Linked DNA regions of Pan troglodytes: region 2 is linked to region 1. Evidence: chromatin contacts called from public HiChIP or PLAC-seq data. All regions are on one chromosome and are shown on one strand. The core of a region is the stretch at or near the end of the contact, and the rest is flanking DNA. Distances in the headings are between cores, read along the strand shown.

The links. HiChIP or PLAC-seq counts read pairs in DNA pulled down with a chosen protein or histone mark.
Region 2: a contact with region 1 is called in an H3K4me3 HiChIP or PLAC-seq map of stem cell-derived excitatory neurons, with 10 times the contacts expected there. The contact joins the promoter of SLC22A31 here to the promoter of LOC134808792 in region 1. A contact is called at or near these places in 1 of 7 Hi-C or Micro-C datasets (stem cell-derived neural progenitor cells) and 1 of 1 datasets of contacts at active chromatin or transcription factors (stem cell-derived excitatory neurons).

What each region holds. Positions count from the first base shown.
Region 1 is chr18:87,124,685-87,128,730 of NHGRI_mPanTro3-v2.0_pri, forward strand. LOC134808792 (basic proline-rich protein-like) reads left to right here and starts at 2,159. Exons shown (of 4, transcript XM_063797573.1): 1 at 2,159-2,667; 2 at 3,398-3,640; 3 at 3,851-3,951. The coding sequence starts at 2,291. The region is part of intron 1 of CBFA2T3 (CBFA2/RUNX1 partner transcriptional co-repressor 3); the gene reads right to left.
Region 2 is chr18:87,398,151-87,402,196 of NHGRI_mPanTro3-v2.0_pri, forward strand. It overlaps SLC22A31 (solute carrier family 22 member 31), which reads right to left and starts at 2,400. Exons shown (of 9, transcript XM_024350003.3): 1 at 1,974-2,400; 2 at 426-529; 3 at 126-280. The coding sequence starts at 2,375.

The DNA.
Region 1 (4,046 bases), core at 909-3,408:
AATAGCCGGGCAATGTTCCAGTGGCTTCTGGAGGGTCTTCAGCAACAACGACCTCCCTCCCTTGCACAGCAGGGCAGGAAGCAGAGGTGGGGCTGGCCAGAGGTGCAGGACTAGAGCAGCTGGGACGAGGCTGGCCTTGGGGCTCCATGACCCAGGCAGGGCAGAGGTCAAGTTCTCCCACCCGTGCCCTGACCCCAGATGGGCCCCAGGGCCTGTGTCCAGGTGAGGGCTTTTGCACCTACAGTGCCAACCCCGAGTCATGACCGAGCCCTCAGCCACCAGATCCCCCAGCCCCTTGGGGGTGCTCAGGTGCTCTAAGAATGTGGCCCGGCAGGCTGGGGATGGGGACCGACGGCACGGGCAAAGGAACGCCCGGGCAGGGCTGGACAGGGACTGGGCGGGGCTGGACAGGGGCCTGGAGACACTCGCTGCAGCCTGCCATCAGACTGGCTCCCTGCATGACCTGTGGAGTGACTGTACCCCTCCCGGCGTCGGAGACGGGGAACGCTCCACGGCCCTCGTGGGTGTTACAGGGACGCGACAGTGCGTGTAAGCCCCAGCGCTGTTGTAGGCTCTAAGACCCACCCAGGAAGGCTCCACCACCCTGTGAGCAGGAGACACAGGCCACAGGCAGGCAGTGCAGCAAGTGCGGGCCGGGAGAGCAGCCCCATAGAGACGCCACCGCCTTCACCTGTGGCACCACTAACAAAGCCCTGCTAGTCCCTCCATGCTGGGTCTGAACACCCGCGTGGCACACACAGCACTGGGGCACACTACTGCTCCCCCCATGCTGGGTCTGAACACCCGCGTGGCACACACGGCACTGGGGCACGCTGAAGTTGCTTCTGGTTCCTCCCTGCCAGGGAAGGAAATTCAGAGCCACTTAATTCAAGCACCATCCTTCCACCCTGGCACTGTGGGAGGCTGAGGATGAATCAGAAAACCCCAAAGTCAACCTGCTAACGGTGCAGCAGGGAAGGGGGAGGCCAGCGGAGAGCCCCAAGATGGTTCCAGAAGCTGGCAGGGAAATGCCTCACCCACCTCACACCCTCCCTGCCACCCCAGAGGCGGCAGCGGCGAGGCCCGGCCCTCCCCAGTGCAGCCCTGAGGGCTGGGATCTTGGGGATTAGTGACCCAGCCTGCCGGCAGCATCTCCAGATCCTCGCGTAGGGAGAAAAATTAATTTCTTCCAGTCATGCAGAAATGAAAATACGTGGAGCCAAACCAGAGAGATTTCCTGGAGGTGGTAACTGAATTACGCGGATAGCGGGCGGCAGGGGAAGAGCTCGGGGGGGCTCGGGCGGCTGGCGTGTGGCTTCGTAGCCCCAGAGGGTTCTGGAAGGAGATGTCTGGGGAAAGCCCTCCCACTCACCAGCCCTGGCTTCACAGGTGGCGAAAGCACGGCCCCAGCACCACGAACCACTCATGTGAACTTCCCTTCTCCCCTGTCACTAGAGGATCCGAGCACATCCCAGGAGAGATGGAGCCTGCCGGAAGACTGATCCTGATGCGATACTCTCTTCCCTCCCTGAGCCCCAATCTCGGGTGGACGCCACATCTGTTCCTCCTGCTCTGGGCGCTTCTTCCTTTCTGTTTCCCTTTCAGTGTGGAAGAGTGGCCGCTTGCCCAGCAGGACGGTCCCAAATAGCATGGCTTTTCCAGGCACGGTGCTGTCGGCCGCACAGAACAGGACCCTCCCGGCAGCTCCGGCTTGCACAGCATCCGCCTGTCTGGCCCCTGTGGAAGTTTCTGACTCCCAAAGCCCAGACTGGAGCGGGGGCAAAGGACACAGCCCGACCCCAGAGGCACACAGAGCCAGCCCTCCACGGGCGAACGTGCCCAGGAACCGTGGGCTGGGCCTTCCTGCCTCCTCCCCTGCCGGGAAAGCGATGCCAGGGGCAGGTGAGGGTCGGAAGCGCTCAGGCCCAGCCCTCGCCCCTTCAGGTCTGGGGGACACAGTGGAGTCCCAGCCTCAAGAAGTTTCCCCAACCTCTCAGCAACTTGAAGAGCAATGCCAGGTACCGAAAAACCGGCCCCTGCCCCTTATCCCCGGCCGACCCGTCCGCCGAGGTGGCTGCCCTGGGAACCTCCTGTTCCTCGTCCAGGAGAGGAAACGCACACCCGGGCCGGACGCACAGAAGCCGCACCCTGGCTGGGGCCACAAGCCTGACAGCTACCGACAAGCCCCCACCCACAGGAGCACGCGACGTGCTCTCTTTTCAAGGGAAAGGTTTTTCTTTCTGGGCCCTGGAATGGGCCTGAAGTCAGCCAGCCTCAGCCCACAGGGTGAATGAGGGGTGGGCACAGCCCGGCCGCGGCCCCAGCACACACGGGCGGACGCAGGGGCGGGGGAGCGCCAGCCCCGCAGTGTGTTCGGAGCCCAGCGGCTCTGAGTCGCCGCCACCAGCCTGGCCGCCTTCTGCTCCACGTAAGTGAAGTCAGCCGTCTAGGGCTGCGTTTCCAGCCATCTGTCCCTCCACAGAGGCTCACACCTCCCTCCCCGCTGTTCCCACACCCTGGCTCGGGGCCTGCCCAACACAGATGGACGCTTCCCAAAGGCTGTGCGCGCCATCGCTGCCACCCGGCTGTGCCGTGGCCCGCGGCCGTCAGGACCCCAGGGACCGCACGCCAGGCAGGGTCCAGGACCCCCAGCGCGGACCACCTTTAGCCTGCGGGGCAGCGCCGGGGACCCGGGCAGGAGAGAGAGGAGCAGGAGGGAGATCTGGACCCTCCTCCCCAGACCGGCCGCCGCCACCTCTACCTCTCCCAGGGCCGCCCTCGGCCTCCCCACTCCCGGGTCTCCGTCACGCGGGCCGCGGGGCCTTTGTTAGGAAAACCGGGCGGCCCCAGGGGAGCCCGCGAGACTCCCAGCACCCGGGCGCGTCGTTCCCCCCGAAGTTTCGCCCAGCCCCCGCAGGTCAGGCTCTGCTCACGGGGGGCTGCGCTCAGCCCGGATGGGTGGGCGCTGGGCCGGCTAGCTCCACCCTGCCGTGGGCACCAACTTTGAAAACGGCCCGTGCGCTCGGCGCGGCTGCGGCGCAGATCCGGGAACGGCAGCCGCGGGCGGAGTCGGGGTAGAGCGGCGGCGGCGCGCGGGGCGGACACGGCACTTACGGTCGGGGGGTCCGGGGGATCCGGCGGGCGGCGGACGGCGCACACTCGCGACTCGGTCCGGGAGTCGCTGCTCCTTCCAGCTTGGTCCCCGCCTCCACGACTCAGGGGCGGCTGCGCGCTGTCTTCTGGCGCCGCACCGGGCTCAGGCGCGCGGCGGGGCTGGGGCGCGCGGGGCGGCCGCCTGGGCCATGCCGGGGACTCGGCTCCGGCCACCCCGCGCGGGAACAAAGCGCGCACCCCGCCCGGGGCGGTCTCCGGCCTCCGCGGCCCGCGCCGGGTCCAGCCGCCGCGCCTGTGGCTCCAACGCCGCGCGCTCGCCCGAGAGTCTCACGGGGCCCCGCGGCCCCCGCCCCGCGCGCTCCGCCTCCGCCTCCTGCCCCCCGCCGCCGCCGCTGCGCCACCTGCCTCCCGCCCGGCGCCCATGGCGCTCAGCTCCGCCCCGGGGCGCCGGCCTGGAGAGGGGCTCCCCGCCGCCGAGAGCCGCCCCCAACGCCTCCGCCACCGGGGCGCGCCCTAAGAACTGGCCGTGGGGGCCGGGGCTGTGCGGAGCGGCGGGAGCGGGGAGAGGGGAGAGGGGCGCGGGGAGGGGGGCGAGGGGCGCGCCGCCTCCTGCGGGGGACGGCGCGGGGAGGCGCAGGCGGGGGCGCGCGAAGAGGTTGAGGGGCGCGGGCGCCGTGGAGGGGGCGCGGCTCTGGGGGGCGGCCCCCGCCTGCGCCCACCCTCTCCCCCTCCGCAGGCCGCGCACACCCACCTCGCAGCAGTCGGCGGCCGCGGGCCTCGCAGCTTTAGAGCCGCGGCTTCTGGCGGCCGCGCGGGAGGCTAAACGGGAGTTGGGGGGTGTGTGGGGGGGTGGGGAGGTGGGGAGTTGGGGGGGAAGTCGCTCCTTCGGCCGCCGCCCCCGTCCCCCGCCCCACGCTCGCCCCCAGCGCGGC
Region 2 (4,046 bases), core at 1,150-3,649, 270 kb after region 1:
TGGGATGCCCAAGGGACTCACTGCTCACTGTCCCTGCAGCTCGGGGCCCTCGGCAAGGGAGCCTCAGAGGCCTGCGGACCACCCACTGCCCCTCCCCCAGTGACAGCAGCCCCCAGGGTACTCACGAGCCAGATACAGGGCGAGGAGGGCCCCTGCCAATGTGCCCCCGTGGAGTAGGCGCAGGACCAGCAGGGTAGGGAAGCTGGCAGCCAGGGCCTCACTGGCCCCCAGGCCTGTGGTCAGCACCAGGGAGGCCACAAAAACTGCCCGGCGTCCAAACCTGGTGGGCAGCGGGGGACATGCTTGGACAGGGTCAGGATAACCCAGGGTCCAACCTTCATCCTGGCAGCACCAGGTCTAGCTGAACCCTGAGAGTGGGCGGAGGGGAGGGCTGCTGGGCAGCAGGAAAAGGGAAGGGGCCTCACCGGTCACAGCCTGCTCCCAGGACGACACAGCCCAGCAGCCAGCCCAGGAGGTGGCTCACCTGCTCCAGCGGGACCTTCCAGCCATCTCCACACACAAGGTTCCACTATGGGGAACAGCAGCCACGTGGAGGCCAGCTCAGGACCCTCCCCTGGGGACAGGTGCAGGGAGTCCCAGAATGGCTACTGGAAGGGGCCCTCCATGTCCTGCTCAATCCCTCCGTGGAGAGAAGGGGAAACTGAGGCATGAGAGGGCAAGGGGCTTGGTCCAGGTCACACAGCAGCCTCTCTGGTCTCTGGCAGCCCCTGCACAGGGGTCGGGGGGATCTGCCCACCCTAAGTTTTCTGCTTGTCCCTAGATAGGGCCTCCCCACCTCCGCACACCATTGCTCTTCCCCCACGGCCAGCTCTTGTCCGACCTGTTTCCACCTCCTATTCCGAGGGACCCCGGGGACACCCAGGGCCTTGGTGGCGTCATAGACACAGCCCCCACCCCAGCCGGCCAAGGGTCATAGCCATGACACAGGCCTAAGAAATGAGCCCCAGCACCTGCGCTGGTACCCACGCCCTCCCTGCCCTGCCCATTTCAAGAGGGACTCGGGCAGCGGCTGGAGAGCTGTGCTCAGCGGCATTTCCCGGCGAGGCCCTTGACCCTTGACCTCAGCTCTGCGCCTCCCCCCACCCCTTCCGGTTCCTGGGTCTTCTTGGCAAGCTTAATCTACTGCTGGGGGCCGTGCTATGCCCGAGATTTTACTTTCAAACCTGACGTTTTGGGAAAGCTGATGGGGCATTCCTGGATCCAGGCACCAAACAGGAGGAGGGCAGGTGGGAGGTGGGAGGGAGCAGGGTGGAGAGAGAAGCCCGGCGGGTTCCTGGGCCCCAGGCAGCCCTTGTGAAGATGTGGCAACCCCGTTCCAGTTTGCACACTGGGGCCAGTCCTCCCAGGGTGGGGGATGGGGGCCTCGGGGTAAAGGCTGCCTCAGGGGTGTGCAGGTCTCAGCCCCAGCGCGGAAAGGGATGAAAGGGGCCTGAAGGTCCCTGCCGCCCGCCTCCCCATCTCTTCTCACGCAGACCGTCAAGGTTTCCCTTCAGGCAATGCGGTCTCTAGCCCAGCCTCTGCGCGCCTCACTGATGGGAAGCCCACCTTCCCCAATCTGTGCTGACCACGTCAGTCCCTCCAAGCAGAGACTCTGCCTTGGAAAGCCAGCCCAAAGCCACGGTCTGCTCAAGACGCTGGTGGTCATGAAGCAAATTCCAGGCCCTGCTCCCCCACCGGCGCCTTCGGCTCCAATCCTCCAGCGCCCCAGGCCGCCCCGCGCCTGGCAGCTCCCAGGCCCAGATTCAGCCCCCGCCCGGCCCCTCTCCGCGGGCCTGGCCCGTGCGCGCCCGTCTGCGGCACCGTCGGGCCGGCGGCCGCCCCGGAGCAGGAAGCCCAGGAGGACGGCCGGGGGGCCCGGGTCAGAGGCGCCAGGTAGGATGGAGAAAGGACACCCAGGGCCTCGGCGGACTGGGGGCGGGGAGGGCTGCGGGGCAGCAGGGACGGGGGCGCACCTGGGTGACCGGGCTTTGCAGGAGGCCGGCGCTGGGCAGCGCGTAGAGCCAGCCGCGTGTGCAGGGCCGGGTGCCGTTGCGTGCGGGCGCGGGGCGCGGGCCGGGGCGGGTGCGGGGCGCGGGATCGGGGTAGCGCAGGAGCAGGCAGGGGCTCGCGGCTCGCGTGGGCCCCAGGCGCGGGATGGCGGCATCCAGCAGCGCGGGTCCGCGCAGGGCGCGCAGCGCTGAGGGCAACAGCGTGGGGTCCGGTCGGCAGTGGGGCGCGGGGTGCGCGGTAAGCAGCTCCTCGGAGCTCAGCACCAGCCCCAGCACTATGCAGGGTACCCACGAGGCGGAGGCCAGCAGGCGCCGGGCCCGGCCAAAGCCGCCCGCAGCTCTCAGCACCCGCGCCTCCTGCTCCATCGGTCGCAGGCTGCGCTCGGGACGGGGCGGGGCCTGGACCAGGGCGGGCTCCTGGGGCGGGGCTTTGGGGCGAGGCATTAAGGGGCGGAGCCTGAGTCCAGTGGAGGCGGGGTGTGGGGGCGGGCGGTGTGAGGGCGGGGCCTAAGGCGTAAAGGGGCGGGGCCCGATCTGGGGCATAGGGCGGAGAGGTTGAGGGGCGGGGAAGTTGAGAGGCGGGGCTTGCGGCCGAACCGCGAGGGGGCGGGGCCCCGTGAGGGCGGCACGTGGGGGCCGGGGGCGTGGCAGGGGCGTGGCCGGGAGCGCTCAGGTGCGCGCGGGGCGCAGGTGCACTCAGGTTGCCCGGGGGCGCGCGGGCTCCGGCAGGCGTCCCGGGGTGGTCCCCGCGTGGGGCCGGGGGCGTCCGCGCGGGCGGGGCGAGGTCGGGGAGGGCAGCCACCCGCCCTCCTCCGCGCTGGGAGCTTTCGGCTGGTTCTGCGGGAGGAGCTCCTGGGTGACCCGCGGGTTCTGAAACCGCCGCTCGGGAGCTCGGGGCCTGCGCTGCGTCTACGGGGCAAGCGAGGGAGAACTGACGCCTTTCGCCCGGATCCTTCTCCTCTTCCGAGAACCAGGTAGGTCGCGTTTATTTTCAAGTCCGATTGTTTTCGCTGTAACATTTGTGAGAAACATCACGGTGGATCCTGTGGGTCGCTGAGTTTTCTGACTCCCGGTTTGTCTTACTTTGCTTTGTCAGTGGGCTCCGCGCTCGCGTTAACAATTCGAATGGGCACGTTTCTGCGTTTAAGAACGCTGTTCGTTTCCTCACACTTAGATTGAGGTGGAACTCACGTCACATAAACCGGGTCGCAAGGCTCAGCTTAGTGGGGCCCCCCCAACAGTGTTGCGGGACCAGCACCTTCCCGGGCTCCGGAACAGCTTCTACCCGAGCAGAGCCCTGCCCGTCGGCGGCCGCTCTCCGCGCCCCTCCCCGGGCTCTGCAGCCCCCGCCCTGCTCCGCAGACCAGCCTGTTCTGACCTCCGTTCAATGGAGCCCTACGTGCTGTGGCCTTTTGTGTTCCGGCGTCTTTTGCTTAGAATCGCGCCTTCAAGGTTCGTCCCCGGTGGAGCGGGGATCAGGCCCGCGTTCCTTTTCAGGAGTGAATAATATTCCGTGGATGGAGCCCACACGTTTCTCTCTTCCTCTGTTGATGGACAGTGGGTTGTTTCCACTTTTTGCCTTTTGCGTCCAGTGACACGATGAACATTTTCGTACAAGTATTTGGGTGCCTGTTTCCATTTATCTTTAGTGTATACCTAGGCATGAATAGCTGGGCCTTAGGGTGTGAACTGTTTGTGAAACCACAGAACGGTTTTCCGCAGCGGCGGCTCGATTTCACCACCAGCAATACAGAAGGGTGCTCGTTCCCCGACATCCTTGCCAACACTTATGTTCCCGTTTGTTTCAGTTATTTTATTGTGACAAAACACAACAAAATGTATCATCTTAACCATTTTAAGTGTGCAGTTCAGTGGTATCAAATAAATTCACAGTATGGTGCAGCCGTCACCCCGGTCCAGCTCCTTAACTCTGTTCACCTTGTAGAACAGAAACTCGATGCCCGTTACATAGTAACTCCCCATAGCCCCTCCTCCTCGCCCCAGGGAACTAGCATTCTATATTCTGTGTGTGATTTT